Linked DNA regions of Macaca mulatta: region 2 is linked to region 1. The links are chromatin contacts, called in public Hi-C maps. All regions are on one chromosome and are shown on one strand. The core of a region is the stretch at or near the end of the contact, and the rest is flanking DNA. Distances in the headings are between cores, read along the strand shown. Region 1 holds the start of USF2 (upstream transcription factor 2, c-fos interacting). Region 2 holds the start of FFAR1 (free fatty acid receptor 1).

What was found. Hi-C and Micro-C count contacts between places; a contact is called where the count stands out from the background.
Region 2: a contact with region 1 is called in a Hi-C map of blood, with 3 times the contacts expected there. The contact joins the promoter of FFAR1 here to the promoter of USF2 in region 1. A contact is called at or near these places in 2 of 14 Hi-C or Micro-C datasets (blood and cortical neurons).

Annotation. Positions count from the first base shown.
Region 1 is chr19:46,537,538-46,545,251 of T2T-MMU8v2.0, reverse strand. It overlaps USF2 (upstream transcription factor 2, c-fos interacting), which reads right to left and starts at 4,041. Exons shown (of 12, transcript XR_013410488.1): 1 at 3,840-4,041; 2 at 3,522-3,568; 3 at 3,315-3,433; 4 at 2,991-3,191; 5 at 2,409-2,559; 6 at 2,199-2,286; 7 at 1,871-1,929. It overlaps LSR (lipolysis stimulated lipoprotein receptor), which reads right to left. Exons shown (of 10, transcript XM_077982169.1): 6 at 6,491-6,664; 7 at 6,285-6,344; 8 at 6,056-6,187; 9 at 5,274-5,896; 10 at 5,045-5,184. The coding sequence ends at 5,149. It overlaps LOC144337408 (protein FAM187B-like), which reads left to right and starts at 4,533. Exons shown (of 2, transcript XM_077982217.1): 1 at 4,533-4,682.
Region 2 is chr19:46,622,357-46,630,070 of T2T-MMU8v2.0, reverse strand. FFAR1 (free fatty acid receptor 1) reads right to left here and starts at 2,940. Exons shown (of 4, transcript XM_077982205.1): 1 at 2,087-2,940; 2 at 1,007-1,209; 3 at 587-793; 4 at 1-229. CD22 (CD22 molecule) reads right to left here. Exons shown (of 17, transcript XM_077982154.1): 13 at 6,469-6,565; 14 at 6,277-6,352; 15 at 5,692-5,810; 16 at 5,178-5,262; 17 at 4,062-4,865. The coding sequence ends at 4,734.

The sequences.
Region 1 (7,714 bases), core at 2,792-5,291:
GGTGTCGGAGGCAGCCGTGCTTCCAGCATTTCACAGAGGGGAGACAGACACGGAGATTAAGAACCACCCTGATGCCCCACCATAGGTAAGTGGTAGCGTGGGGGCTGCTCTGGGGGCCCCTCAAACTCACTGCATCCCAAAACCAAGCTCAAATGCACCCCTTCCCTTCCAAGCATGGAGGGGAGTTCAGCACGAAATCCTGACTCTCCAGCCATGGAGTCCTCCCCCCATTCCCCTCAACCCCTGCCCTGTCTCAGGCCTGACACCCGAGTGGTGTCCTATCTCCCAGCCTCTTCCCACCACCCTTGCCAGCAGCCTCCACGCACAAACCCCTCCGCTGGCTTCTCATCACCCTGGAATAAAACCACAGGAGTCCAGACAGCCACACTAGGGACTTCTTCCAAGGTCCTCCACCATCTGGCCTGGGCAGCCCCCTCCACTGCGCCGACTTCCTCTTTCTTTTCCTGAATTCTGCTCTTCTGCAGACACACCACGGCGGTCCCGGTTCAGGGCCTGGCCTGTGTCCTAGCTCTTCCCTCTGCCCAGCACTCTCCTGAGGTTCTCAACAGGCCCCTTCCCTCAGGTCCCTTCAGGACTCTGCTTCAATGTCACCTCTCGAAGAGCCCTTCAGAGCACAGTGCCATGCCGCCATCACCCGCCACCTCCTTCCCCAGCTTTCCTCTCCTGCCTGTGACTGCCTGTGCTGCCTGATGCCTGCTTTGGCTGTGTATGACTCCCATCTCTCCCACCAGAACACGCACAGAGAGCTGAGACCTCGTCTGGCCTATTACCTGCTGCACTGCCGTATCTGAAGACGCAAAACGGGGGCTGGCCGTAGTATGCACACGCTGAATGAATGCCTGAGCTCAGAGAGGAACTGCTCAGAACACAACGACCTGGGCCACAGACCCCAGCCCCATGGCCACCGTTAGGACTGAGATTCAGCGCCTCACTCAGGCATTTAAGGCCTTCCTGATCTTCCCCGATCTTCCCTCCTGAGGCATTCCAGATGGAACTTCTCCCACAACCAAACCAGCACCCCACAAAGTAACCTGACCCAAACTCCCCTCTCCCTGGGGAAGCCTCACCCCAGCCCACTCCCCATCAATGTCCCATGAGACCCGTGAGACATGAGCCCGCCGGCCTTCGAGCCTCCCCAACGCTCCAGGCCAGACTCCAGACCTGGCACAGGGCTTGTGCCGCTCGGCCCAGAACCCATGGGCAGTAAATATTTGTTGAATGATGGTTGTTTGGGTATAAGCACTCCCCTGGCACTTGCATGCTGCTGTGCCCACTACAGTGGCTACTGACAGGCGGGGTGGTGGTGAGGGGACAGTGTCGAAGGCCAAATGACCTGAGGTGAGACTTGGTGTTTCTGGAAAGGGCAGGATGCTCCGGCCTTAGGCAGCCAGAGGCAGAGCTTCATGCAGTTTCTGCCTCAGATGTGCTCCCTGGGGGAACAGACCTACTTCTGGAGGCCAGGCAGGCATGGGAATGAGGGATGTGAGCATGACAGCTGCCACGTGGAAAGGTCAGCTCAGGTGAGCCTGGTCAGCCCCAATTTTCAAGTGGGGCAGGCAATCCATATGGGAACATGAAATCCACCATCTTAGATGTGGGCCATGAATTCAAGATCACCAGCCGAGTCAACACATGGCCAGTTCCAGTTCACACTCCCTGTCCCTCTATTTCTGACACTGTACTCTCCCCTCGTTGCTCACTTTCTACCTTTACAGCGTCCAGCAAAGCCCTCTGGAGCACTTGTGGCCTGCCAGGAGTGGCTTCCCTCTCTGTCACTCCACACCCCGGGGCTGGCTGAGCCTGTGAGGGCGGTGGTCGGGGGGGACCCGGAGCCACACCTTGTCCTCACCTTCATTGTGCTGGGCTCTTCTCCTCTCATCTCGGGGTGTTCTGGTTCCATCAATTTTTCTAGAAAAGGAGGGAAAAAAAAGGGGCATGTATTATCACAGATTTGTTTGCCCAAGCATTTGTTAAGTATTAGACTTAAAAAATTATCTTTTTCAGGTAAATCCGTGTGCAGAAATGAGATGATACTTTATGTGCACTAAAGAAGCAGAAACAGGCAAAGAAAAAAAATTACACCATGTGCCCGCTTCATGCTAACTGCCCAGCTTCTACTCCAGAAACCCCTCCCTTCAGTTCCAATGCCAGGCCCGCCTGGTGTCCCCTGCACATACGGAGAGTAGGGGTGTGTCCGGGGGGCGATCGTCCTCTGTGTTCCTGTCTGAAGCACATCCTGGGGCGTCATCATGACGTAGAACTGGCCTGCAGGGATAGTGGGGGTTAGTGGCAAGACAGGGTGAAGTCAGAACTGGTTGCAGGGGCTTCCCTCCCTGCTGGGCCCGCTGCCTCCCCGACCTGCCAACCTGGCTTCTTCCTCTCCTCACCTCCAGCCTGCAAGCTCTGGTCTGTGGTCTGTACGGACACAGCCGTAGTATCTCCCACACTGGACGCTGGGAAATAGGCAAATCGTGCCTCCCCGCTGACAGCCTCGGCCGCAGGGCTGCCACCATTGCTGAAGGGATTTTGGATCACAGCCTGTAGTAGGAGGACAGAGACTACCCTTAGCTTTCTCTGTTCCTCTATCCGGTCCCCTCATTGCTGTGCTCGGGGTTTACTGCATTCTCCGCAATTAACAGGAGTGGGGACTCCTTCTGCGAGTAGCATTCTGTCCTGTGTCTCAGACAGCCCTGGAACATGGCAGGAGGTCAGCGATCACTTGCTGAGCCAATCCGTTTTGCACTCTAAGAAACTTTCCTCTTAGACACATCATTCCCATTTTGCAGAAAAAAAAAATTCCAAGAGCACCATCCCCAGGTTTCAAGGTGCACAAGAGGAATCTGACCCCATGCAGCCTGAGGCTTGAAGGCAGCATCTCCTGGGCGACACCTGCCCCACCCCCGGGGATCCCCAAGAGCAGAGCCAGTGTCCCCTCTCCACCCCCCGTCCAGGGGTGGCAGGGCACCTACCAGCGGGAAGGGCGCTGCAGGACCTGGGGGCACAGAGGCAGCGGCGGGGCCCGGGCGCTGGGCTGCCCCGTCCACACCCACCTGGGTCACAGCCTGCTGCCCCCCCGCGAAGGCAGCGGTGGACACGACGCTGACGGCGCCAGTCGTGTCGCCCTGGCCGTCCAGCTGACCATCAGTCACCTGGACTACGCGGTATGTCACCTGCAGGGGGCGGCAGAGCGGCGAGGCCGGCGCTGGGGCCAGGTCCGAGCCTTCCCGGCGCGCCCGCCCGCCCGCCTGCTCGCTCGCTCGCTCGCTCGCCCGCCCTCGCGGCCCGCAGCTCACCTGTCCTCCATTTGTCTCTGTGCGGAACTGGTACTGGATGTTGTGGTCGCCGAACGCCGCCTGCTGGACGCTGGTGATGGCCACCGCTGTCTGCTCCTCCGCTCCTGGGCCGTCCCCGCCTGGGGCCGAGGAGGGTCGGGGCACGATCACGGCCGCGCCGGGCGCCCCCAGCCCTCCCCGGGCGCGGCCGGCCCCGCAAACACTCACCTTCCTGCAGCTCGACACCCTCCTCCGCCTCGGGTCCCTTGTCGTGGCTGCCGGGGGCACAGGAGGGAGCGGGATGAGCGCGGCTCGCGCCCCCGCCCCCGTGCCCAGCTGCAGGGCCCCCGTCCCTCCCGGCTGCGCCTGAGGCCGGGGGCGCTGCCGGGGCCGGGGTCTGGGGGCGGGAGACGCCGGGTCCCCCCCCGCCTCGGCGGCCTCCATTTTGAGCCGGGCCCGCGGCCGCTCGGGATCATGGCGGCCCCGGCCTGCAGGCCGCGGGGCCGGGGCCGGGGCGCGGGGGCACGGCCAGGCCGGGGATCTTACCTGGCGGCGGCAGCAGCGGTAGCCGAGGCAGCGGGATCCAGACCCGGGTCCAGCATGTCCATGGGGGGGGCGGGGGCGGGGGGGGCGCGGGGCCCGGGGGGGAGGGGAGGGGAGGGGAGGGAGGGAGGGGAGGGGGCGGGCGGCCGGGGGGGCCCGGAGCCCGGCGCTCACGCCGCGCGGCAGGAGGGGACGGAGGAGATACGGGAGCCGCTCGCGCTGATCACGGGGACAAACAGTGGGGTCATGTGAGGAGGAGATGCCGCCGCCGCAGCCGCCGCCGCTCCTGCAGCCGCTGCAGCCGCCGCCGCCTCCGCCTCCACCCGCCCGCCGGCTCCGGGCGGCCCGAGGCTCCGGGACGCCGCGCGGCCGCCCCCAGCCCGCCCGCCCGCCCGCCCGCTGCACGCGGCCCTCGGGCCTCCTTCCCTGAGCAGCCGCCGCCGCCGCGACTTTTTTTTTTGAACACGGCCCGCCCTGGCTGGCCGCCGCCGGTGCCCTGGATCGCCGGCTCGCGCAGCCGCCGCCCGGCCTGGCCCAGTCCGGCGGCGGATCGCTGCTGCAGCCGCCGCCGCTTTCTATTTTTCCCCCTTTTTTTTTTCCTCCTTTACTTGAGCTGCGCGCGCGCGGCGGCGGCGGCGGCGGCGGCGGAGGCGCGAGCCCGGGGCGGACGCGCGCTGGGGGAGGCGGCCCGGGAGCGCGCGCGCTGGCTGTCTCCGGGGGCGGGCGGGCGCGCGCAGGCCCGGGGCTCCGCGGGGCGCGAGGTCGCCGCGCGCCGCCCGGGTGAAACGAGGGTCCGGATGGAACGTCGGGGAACCCGGAGCAGGGGCTCGGGTCGCCGGGGGCCAGGTGGGCTGCCTGAGTTTGGAGACAGTAAAGTAGGTCGGTGGGGGGTGGGGGGATGGGCTGGAATGGGAGAGGGGCGCGCGCGCGCGCTCCCGGCAGTCGGCCTGCGGAGCGCGAAGGCGGAGGACCGGGGCGCATGCGCACGCCTGGGCGGGGCTGGGGCGCGCACGCAGGCGGGCGGCGGCTGCGCGGCGGGGCACGTTCTCCGGCCGGCGGCGCGGGCGCGGGCGCGGGCCGGGCCAGGCTGGGTCTCTCCTTCCCGGCCCGGGACTCCGGCGCCCCCGGGACGCGGGGTTTACAGACACACACGGGAGCAGTCCCCGTTCCCCGCCCTACGCGGCTGAACAAATGGTTCTCTCCAGAGCTTGTGATTATACGTTTTATTAGACTCGGGAGGGGCATGGCAGGGCTTCATCAGTGTTCCTTCAAATTAAAAAAAAAATACAAAAGCTACGTAGAAAACGTCAGATCAGACGACTAAACTTTCCCGACTCAGGGCCAGGTTCTGCAAGGGAGAAAGGAAGAAGGGTATGAGCCGCGGGGACCGGCTGGGGACCCAGGGACGATCTGGACGCCAGGGAGGGCGGCCCTCACCTTCTTGAGCCTGCGCTCGCGGGACGCCTGCGAGTCGGTCTCCGAGTACGGGGGCGGCGCGGGCGGATAGTAGGCCTCTTCCTCCTTGTAGGGTCTCCGTCTCTCCCCCGACCCCTTCTTCTTCACGGCCTCCTCCAGTAGCCGCCCATCATAGGGGGGGTCCCCGGACCTGGAGCCGTTGTCCCGAGGGTCCCGGGTACGGTGGTAGTGGGACCTGGGGTCGGCAGGGAGGCGCTCCCGAGACCTGATGTCGTCGTAGTGAGGGTCCCGGGAGCGTGGGAAGTCTCTCGAGTCTTCTTGGTCATAGAGGTCGTCCCGGCTGCGGCTCCGCGGGGGCATGTAGGCCCGGCCTCTCCTCCCACCACTACTCGGGGGAGATCTGCTCCCTGACTCGGCGGAGCTTGGCGGGGTGAGGTCGTCCAGGGCGTCCACGGAGCGGGCCCGGGGCCGCCTGGCCCGCCAGCCCCCGCCTGCCTGCTCCCTGGGGGTCTCTGGGTCCCATCCCCTGGGACTCCGGGGGGAGTGGCCACCCCACTCCTCATCCCGGATCGGGGTGAGGGCAGGGCCCCGAGGAGGCCGAGATCGCCAGTCGTCCTCATGGAGGGAGGTGACTTCACTCATGGCTGCAGGGAAGGGGGGGTGTCACTGACTACTGGAGGAGCCCAGGTTTGCCCAGGTCCAGGGTTTGCACCAAGAGTCCCTGGGGCAGGTATCAGGGAGACATGCTTCCCCCCTCCCCCCCGCAAGCTTAAAAGCCGTCAGACCCCAAGGCTCCTGCTCACCCCGCTCCACACGGCCATTGGGGGGGCCAGGTCGAGAAGGGTCGAAATTGGCCAGCTCCTTCTCCATGTAGTACAGGACCCGCATGGAGTCATCTTGCTGGCTGGCCTGAATCCTGTAGCCACTGCGGACTTCTAAGGACAGGGTGGTGGTGGTCGGTTTGGGAGGATGGATCCTGGCCCAGCCCTCTCCCTTACAGGCACATCCAACTTTGGGATGATGGATTCTCACCAGAGGCCACACTGCTGTCTGTGTCCCGAAGCAGGGGTACGTAGGAACCTTGGCCACCAGCTGGGGGAGAGTGGCTGTCAGCTGCTGCTCACCAGGAGCAGAGCCCCTCCTCGGCTCCCAAGACCCTCTTCCTTCCAGCCCCTGCCCCTCAGTGTCCAGATGCCCAGCACACCCCCACCAGCTGTTCCTGCTTCCCCCAGCCTCACCTGAGCTACTCCTGTCGAGGTCCCCAGGGTACCCTCCAGGGTACCCGTTGTAGGCAGGGCCCATGGGAATCACAGTTGGTAGGGGCGGGGTCTTGGCGGGAGACAGGTGGGCATAGGTGCTGGGGGCATAGATGCTGGGAACACCTGAGGTGGCTGCTTTGCCGGCGGCATACACTGTGAGGACACAATGAACATGAGAAGGCGGGTGGGGCAGGAGCCAGGCTGCCCCATACCCATTGGCTTTCAGAGGGACCTGGGCCTGGACCTCCTTCCCAAGCCGCCCTCTCCACTGTAGAGCTTCCGTGGGCATCTGAGTCCCTGCTGGTCCTCATTCCATTTCTGCAGCATCCCTGAGGTTGGGGGACACCAGCTTCACAGAGACCCCACCCCACTTCCTGTGTGGTTTTTCAGAGGGTGCACACAGGCAGCCCACGGCCCCAGGGTGGCAGGACAATGTTTCATTTAACAGCATGGTGATTTGCCAGCGTTTGCCAATCAAAAGGTTTTACCTAAACTTCCAACTCCCCAGCTAACTTACTGGAAGAAGTGGCCACCCATGGTCTGTGTGTTTACAGGGCAACAAAGCTGCCCCTTTATATAAAGCCCAGGTGCTGCGTCCACCACTGTCCCCACAAGCCAAAATCATGTATCCTCTTTGGCGGCCAAGCCCCTGCTCTAGAAAAAATGAGTCATCTGGGAGACGTGCATCCTGCCCACCTGGTCACCTTCCAGACCGAGATGCAATGGCAGGAGCCTCAGGAGTTAACTTGCCTGCCCTGGCCAAGCAGCAGTGTCTCCTCCAGTGTTTCTAACTCATGGACTGCACCCATTCCTACCCGCCCTGTCAGGGTCTAGGCTTGACAGCTCGAGGCAAGATCCTCCTCCCTAGGGCAAGACGCTTGCAAAGTTCCTGGGCCCTAGGCAAGTGGCTTCCTCCCTGGGACCCCAACAGGTAAATGGAGGAAAGAGATGGGCCCAGAGAGGGTGCCTCACCTCTGATTTGGTTTGGAAGCAGAAGGCTAAGTGCACAGCCTAGAGGAAGCCCATTCATTAGCGCAGGCAGCCTGCAACTTCATCAGTGGCAGAGGCTGTGGCAGCAGCAGATGTAACAGGGCCTCTGCCAGAGAGTTAATGGGGTGCCAGGTTGGGGTAACAGGGTCTCCAGATGGAGGAAATGTGGTGTTGGGACCAGCATTTACAGTCCTGGCCCTAGCTCTGGTCTTG
Region 2 (7,714 bases), core at 1,691-4,190, 86 kb before region 1:
CGGAGGCCCACAGTGGAAGGCAGCAGCCAGGGAGCCGCCGAGCCTGGATGAGAAGCTGGGACCTGTGGCCCCTAGTCCTGTGCTTTCTCTCCACCATATCACTTCTTAAAACCAGGGAAGCTCCTGGAGTGTCACAGGAGATAGGATGTGGCACAGATGTCCAAGCCGACTCCCCCAGGGTGCATGGCTGGGTGGTGCAGAGGAAGAAGGCTTCTCCACTTCTGAGACTCTGTGGGGAGAAGGGGTGGAGAGAATTCAGAACAGGGCTGGGCCCCACAGCCTGAGCCTTCCCTGGGAATGGGAGTTTGACTCCTGAGCCCACTGCCCTCCCCGGTTCCCTGGCAAGGCAAGAGCTGCTCCCCCACAGTGGAAAGACGGCAGGGCAGCAGGGAGGAGAAGGGTGTGGATGACGTGAGGGTGTGGCCAGGGGCAGGAAAAGGGGGTCCCCCAGGGAGAGCTCAAGGGTCAGCTGGGCCCCATCCATGTCATGGTTGAGCTTAGCAGTTCTCAGGGGCCACCTGGGCAGGGGTCTGGAGGTCTGGGGAACAGTTAGGTGAAGAGAGGAACCACAGAGAGAGGGACCCACCTCCTGGCACCGCCAGATGTCTGTGAGGCTCAGCAGTCCCCTCAGCGGGCTGATGGAGGATGCCCGGGATGAGCAGTGAGCCGGAAGGGGAGGAGGGCGGGTGGCAGGGCCATTAGCCTGAGGTTCTAGCAGCTTGGGTGAGCAGCTAATGGGGCATCCCGGCTGGAGGTGAGGCCACACCAGAGGAGGTGAGGGGCTGGGAAGATGCTGGAACACAGAGGGGCTAGGGAGGAATCGGGGTCCTGTCTGGGTAGGGACCGGGTGTGTAGCCAGTGCCTTGCAACAGCAGGGCTTGGGGGCTCGGCCACAACCCAGTGCTAGTCCCTCCCCGGCCCTCCTGCTTGTTTATACCCGCGCTGGGGCCAGGTCTGCTCCACCCTCGATGCACCCCTGGGCAGGCCCCGGGTCTCACTGGCTCACCTCTGACAACACAGGGTGCCCCGTGACCGCAGCCATGAAGCCATCTCCACGTGGCAGTGGGTGTGTGGGATAAGGAGTGATCACACCCAGGTGCAGCTCTGCACAGGTTGTGGGCTTGTTTTCGTTTTTGCAAGGAGGGGCCCCTCTGTTCTGCCTCTCCTTCCCCTCTAGTTCCAGGATGGTGACTTCTGACCTTTCCAGGGCTGGAGAAAGGAGCAGGAGGAGGAAGGCAAGGGATGGGGGCAGCCTCTGCTGGCTGGCACTGGAGGACCCAGGTTGTGGCCCCCACTTTGCCTGACAAGGGGTGGCACAAATGTCCAAGCTGACTCCCCCCAGGGTGCATGGCTGGGGACATTGGGGGGCACTCCCTGAGGCACAAGGAATGTGGCACCGGCCGGCTGTGTAACTTCCTTCTCTCAGCCCTGGGAATCCTCCCAGCCTTTCATGTTTCCCATTTGGGTCACCTGAGTCTCCCAGGAGGACCTAAGGAAGATTTCTAACCTCTCTGGATGCTCTCTCAGGTGTGCCCATGCCTGCTGGTGAGAAGCCAGCTCTGCTCTGTGATTCTGCCCCTGTCTCTCACTGTGCCCATGTCTCTGTCTGTCTGTCTGTCTGTTTCCTGCCTGAGAATGACAACACAGCCTCTCCACATCAGTTTTCTCAGGCATGTGTCGGTCACCTGACCACTCTGCCCCTTCCAAATTCCAGGTCTCCCATCATCAGCCTCTCTCTGTGTGGCCTCCTGGCAGCTCCAGTCACCAGGCTTCAGGGGGAACAGCAAGGGGGTCTCAGCCTGTCACTAACTCCCTCAAAGACACCATCTCACTGCTTTTCACACCTTGGAGTCACTAAATTGGTCCATGCTCTCCTTTTTCTCCCCCAGCGGGAGCCGCGCATGGGGTGTAGCACCCGCTGTGAGCAGAGAATCGGCCTCCTACTGTTCCGTCTGTTGTTGGGAACCGAGAAAGGGACAAAACCGAGGAAGAATCCAAAGCAGTGCCATTTCCCCTCCTATAGCAAAAGTGAAGCCCCGGGGACCTGTTGGGTTTTCCAGATCATCTCTGCTTTGGCTCCACCCACCTGGCGTCTGGATCTTTGCCCAAGGTCACCTCCTCCAAGGGCCTTCCCGGGTGCCTCAGCCACACTGATCCCTCCCGTGAATCTCACTTTTGTTGTCTGTCTTCAGTGCGACATCGTCTTGGCTGGCTCCTGAGCTAGAATGCCGGGCCTCCTGAGGGCAAAGGCTTTGGTCTGCTTTGTTTACTGCATGTTGCACAGCAGGTGTTTGGGAACCTAATTGCACGATCCATTATCTGGACCCTGGGAGGACGGTGAGAGCTGGGGTTGTGGAGGGCGGCGGCTTGCGTCTGGAGTCCTGGCCGCCCAGCTTCCTGGGCACCTGTTCTTCATGCTTCAGCAATGTCTATTGATGGCCACATCTCATGGTCAATCAGCCATGTAGTAGGTTTATGTCAGCAGCTGTGCTGAGGGACAGGGTGGGAAGGGGAAGACGCTCGATGGTTGCCAGGGAGCCTGAGCCAGGCCCTTCAGGCTTAGGACTGCCTCAGCTCCCTTCAGGGGGTCTTGCCTTAAAAACCCTTGGCAGCCCTAGACTACAGATCCCCAAGGTTGGTCCTATGCCTTATCTTTTTGGTGCCCTAACAACTGGCTCTGTACTGGGTGCATTTCCAGGTGCTCAGTATCTGTGTGCCGAGTAAATGAAAAAAGGGTTGAATGACATCAGACCTCATTTTGGGCACAGACACCCCAATACCCTCCCTGTCTCATTTAAACAGTTGTTGTTGTTGTTGTTGTTGTTTTGAGACGGACTCTTGCTCTGTCACCCAGGCTGGAGTGCAGTAGTGTGATCTCGGCTCACCGCAACCTCCACCTCCTGGGTTCAAGCGATTCTGCTGCCTCAGCCTCCCAAGTAGCTGAGATTACAGGTGGGAACCACCATGCCCGGCTAATTTTTGTATTTTTGGTAGAGAGAGGATTTTGCCATGTTGGCTAGGCTGGTCTTGAACTCCTGATCTCAGGTGATCCGCCTACCTCGGCTTCCCAGAGTGCTGGGATTACAGGCGTGATCCACCACGCCTGGCCTTTAAATAGTTCTTAAAGTCTCACCTGCCTCCAGAAAAGTTAATGGTGCTCATGAGAAATCAAACAAGGGACAAAGTGGATTGATGGGGAGATCAAGGCCTCCCTGCACCATAATTCCTAGAGTTACCATCCAGGTACTGAGCAGAGATGGGAGGGAAAGGAGGATGGGAAAGGAAGGTGGCAGTTTGGGGAAACCTGCCACATGCCAGGAGCCGATCTCCTTGATGGTCAGATAATCACACCCCTGCCCTCTAAGGAGAATGGGCCCCTTTGCCGAAGCAGGTGAATGGGTGGAGAAAGATCAAACCTGAGAAGCGAGAGGGGAGCTGGGGCACCTAACTGGAAAGTCTGAATCAGTGAAGAGAATTAGGGAACGGGTGCAGAGGACCTTGAACGACAGATAAGCTGTGAGGTTTCTCAGGGTGGCTGGTCTTCAGGACTTTCTCTGGCAGCTATGGGTTGTGCAAGAACTGAGTAGCGTCACTTTTGGGAAGAGCCGATTTGAACTGGCTTCCCCTTTTCACATTCTTCGAGAAATGCAAATAAAGGACGGGGGTTTGTTTTCTGGGGGACTTTCAGTTTCTGTGCTGGGTCTCAGTGTGGCTCCAGCATATATAAGACGATGCCTCACTTCCTATCGTGGGCCACCTGCGTGGTAGGCAGTGGTCTCTCCCTCTCCACTTTACAGATGGAGAAAACGAGGCTCAGGCAAGCTGGTGAACCCTGCCAAGATCACCGGGCTAGTTAAGCCAAAGAATCAAGATTCAAGCTCTCACGCTTGTCTGCCTGCAGAGCCAGTATGCTTTTCCTAACAAGACACCAGACTCTCTAATCTGCTGGTCTGATCACTAAACCACGGTGACTCCATTTCCTTCCCCCCAGGCCCCGTGAAGCCTTTCCCCTCTCCTCATCCCCACTCTGACTCCACAGACTGAAAAGCGTTCGCTGGTTCTTTGAAGTGGCATCTGAGCCATTTTTATTGTGAGCTCTGTCTCCATGGCATGTTAATCCATACCAGTGTGTCCGTCTCAAACCCGGAGTCCTTGGAGTCAAGGGGCTGCTGTTATGTACGCCTCCCTGTGCAATGCCTCACTTCCAGAGGGGAAGCCAGGCCAGAACCGGGCCCTTTCCTACTTCATTTCTGTCCTTTTCTGGGCTCTCCCCCAGAGGCAGAAACTGGGCATAGTATTTGTGACTGGGGATGTCAGATCAGGGGTAGGGGACCAGAGAGATGTAGAAGGGAAGGAAAAATGATGACAAGCAGATCCCAGGAGGGACACAAGCTGCTGGGGGTGGGGGTGGCCAGTGGCCATGGTGGGGGCAGGGGGAGGTGTGCATGTCAGGGCAGGTGTTTAGATGGGTTTCTGGGTAGCAAGGAGCTGGGTGGAACAGAACAGGGACAGGAGCTTTGGAGTGTTGGGGTTACCCTCACCGAAAAGGCTGGCTCTGAGCCAGGCACAAGGTTCTCCACAGTGAGCATGTGTGTGGTGTGTGTGGTGTGTGTGGTGTGGCGTGCGCGCATGCGCATGCGCGGAGGAGGAAGCCATGTGGTGGTGTCTGGGGAAGCTCTGGGACTTCCCTGGCCCCTGCTGCCCCCAGCGCCTCCGCCGCAGTCCGTCCGGTGTCAGTGCTTGACGATCACATAGTCCACATTTTCTTGTGCCTGAGGCCGCTCCCCGAACCCAAACTGAATCAGCTCTGAGTAATGAATTCCCTCATCTTCTGGAAAATCTGGAATGACGTTCTCATAGTCGCCCTGAGAAAACCACGTGGTGGTCAGCCTGGCCCCGCTGTCGCCAGCCTCCACCGCTGCTTTTCTCTGCATTCTCTCCTTCATTCCACCTGGGGCTCCAAAAGCCCAGGCGGGCGTCCTCGTGTCAGGAAACTGGCTGTGGCCAGTATCCAGGACCCAGAGGTACCTGCCTGGCTCTGACCCGCTCTGCCAGAGCAACCGTCTCCAACACCCAACCTCTGCCACGATGGATGCCTACCCAAGTCCTTCCTATGTGGGACCCACCGCTGAAGCCAGGCGTCTGTCCCCAGCCTTCCACAGCCCCACCCTCCTTACCACCTGACGCTTCTGCAACACTGAATAAGTGACTGTGTCATCGCAGTCTGGGGGAGGTCTCTGCAGCTCGGAGGTCTCTGCATCTCTGAGAGGGAGGGCAGACAGATGACCACGTATGAAGCATCTCCCATGAACTCTCCTCCCTCTCAACACCCAGAGCCCCCAACAGCACCCCAACCTCAGCCCCTTATGTAAAACCTGAGGCCTCCCCAGTGCCCAAAGCTCACAGCAGGAGCTCGTGCAAATGTGTGTGCAGGGAGTAGGCGTGGGTGTGTATCACGAGGTCTTGACCTTTGTGATAAGAACGGACTGGGCATGTGCGCTGCTGACTTGAAGAAGCAGGTCCACTTCCGGAGACTGGCCCTTACCCAGAGGCTTGTTATGGAGCCAGAATAAGGCAGTGCATGTATCAGGGTGCCTGGCATGGGCCTGGCACAGAGGGCAGGCGAGACAAGAGCTTTTCCTCCTGCCTCCCTCCCAGGGTGCAGGGTCACCCTCCTGGTACCCTCAGTACCCAGTTCGTGGTGTGTTCGTCTCGGGAAAGCGCAGGGTGGCGTAGCTAATGCCATCTTCCATCATCGGATTGTAGCATCCCAGGGAGTGGGGACCTTCAGAGAGGGGGGTCCTTCTAACCTGGGAGGGAGACGAGGGTGAAGTGCTAACCACCTGTTACCCAACCCTCGTCCCCTTCCCTGGCCTCTGACAGCCCAGGTCTCCCCAGAGGACATTTTATCTCCTTCCTTCACCTTGTTTCCCCACTCAGCTTCACGGTCTGCCTCGTGCCTATCCTTTTTTTTGGTGGTGGGGGGCAGAGTCTCAGTCTGTCACCCAGGCTGGAGGGCAATGGCACGATCTTGGCTCACTGCAACCTCCGCCTCCCGGGTTCAAGCGATTCTCCTGCCTCAGCCTCCTGAGTAGCTGGAATTACAGGCATGCACCACCACGCCCGGCTAATTTTTAAAATATTTTTGGTAGAGACGGGGTTTCACCATGTTGGCCATGCTGGTGTCAAACTCCTGACCTCAGGTGATCCACCTGCCTCAGCCTCCCAAAGTGCTGGGATTATAGGCATGGGCCACCGCACCCAGCTCCATCCTACCTTTTTGTTCCTCACAAAGAAGCTCTGGCCACTGGAATTCTCCTGAAGCCCCTGCTGGCTCTGTGTCCTCTTCCAACTGAGAAATAAAAGCACAGGTGTGAGGGTCAGGGACTCCACAGGCTGGAGGCTTCGAGATGGACACGGGTCTCTGCCAACGGAAAGAGGAGGTGGTGGGGGGCAGCAGGAGCTCACCGTCGCTGGACCTTGAATCCACACATTGCCAGGATGAGGATGGCCAGGCAGGACCCGAGTCCCACAGCCACTCGCCTGCCAATGGTCTGCGGGCTATCTGGGTGGAGAAAGGAGAGACCTTAATCAGCTGAGAGGCCAGCTCTGCCTGGCAGCCTTTGCCTGGAAGGCATCCTGGACTTCTCTCCACAGCCAGACTTGTTCTTCTCCCCTGCATGCATGGGACAGGGGTGCAGAGGAAGAGGGTGACACCGGCCCCTGCTTGCTCTGGGCCTCCCTTTAGGAGGAAGGCACTAATTCTCCTGAGGAGCTGCTTTTCCCACAGGCACGGCACGCCCAGAGCCTGTGACCCACACTCGCATGAATGGGTGCAGCTCTTCACAGCAGTATGGCTGTGTGATCAGCTCTGAAAATGCACCTGTCTTCCACCCAGCAATTCCACATGGGAATGCATCTTGCAACTGTCCTTGCAAGCATGCCCAAAACAAGAGGCTGCAGACCTAGGCCCTGAAGAGGGCACTGGGAGGAGGATGTATGCAACCTTCATATGCGAGGACTCCATGGCCCTGGGAAAAAGAGGAGGCTGTCAGGCTGTCTGCAGAGGGGACACCCAGGGAACAATGGTTTTATATGATGGGATGTGTCTGTTAGATTTCTGATAACATGTTCCAGATATTTTCCTTTGGCCTTCAGTTGTGCTGGTGATGGTTCCCTAGATTGACTGATTGATTGATCGAGACAGAGTCTCGCTCTTTTGCCCAGGCTGGAGTGCAGTGGTGAGATCTTGGCTCACTGCAACCTCCACCTCCCGGGTTCAAGTGATTCTCCGGCCTCAGCCTCCTGAGTAGCTGGGACTACAGGTGCGCACCAGCACACCCAGCTAATTTTTGTATTATCGGTAGAGATGGGGTTTTACCATTGGCCAGGCTGGTCTCGAACTCCTGGCTTCAAGTGATCCACCCACCTCAGCCTCCCAAAGTGCTGGGATTATAGGCATGAGCCACTGTGCCTGGCCAGGTTCCCTCAATTTAAGGCCATGTTTCCAATTATTAATCTGAAAAAGTACAATGAATTAATTAAATATGTTTCCTATGCTTCCAGATTCTTTTCTGTTGTTGTTATTGTTTTGTTTGTTTATTTTTTAAAAAATTTTTTGGTATTTTTTGTAGAGATGAGGTCTTGCTATGAGGTATGGGCTATGTTGCCCAGGCTGGTCTCGAACTCCTGGGCTCAAGTGATCCTCCCACCT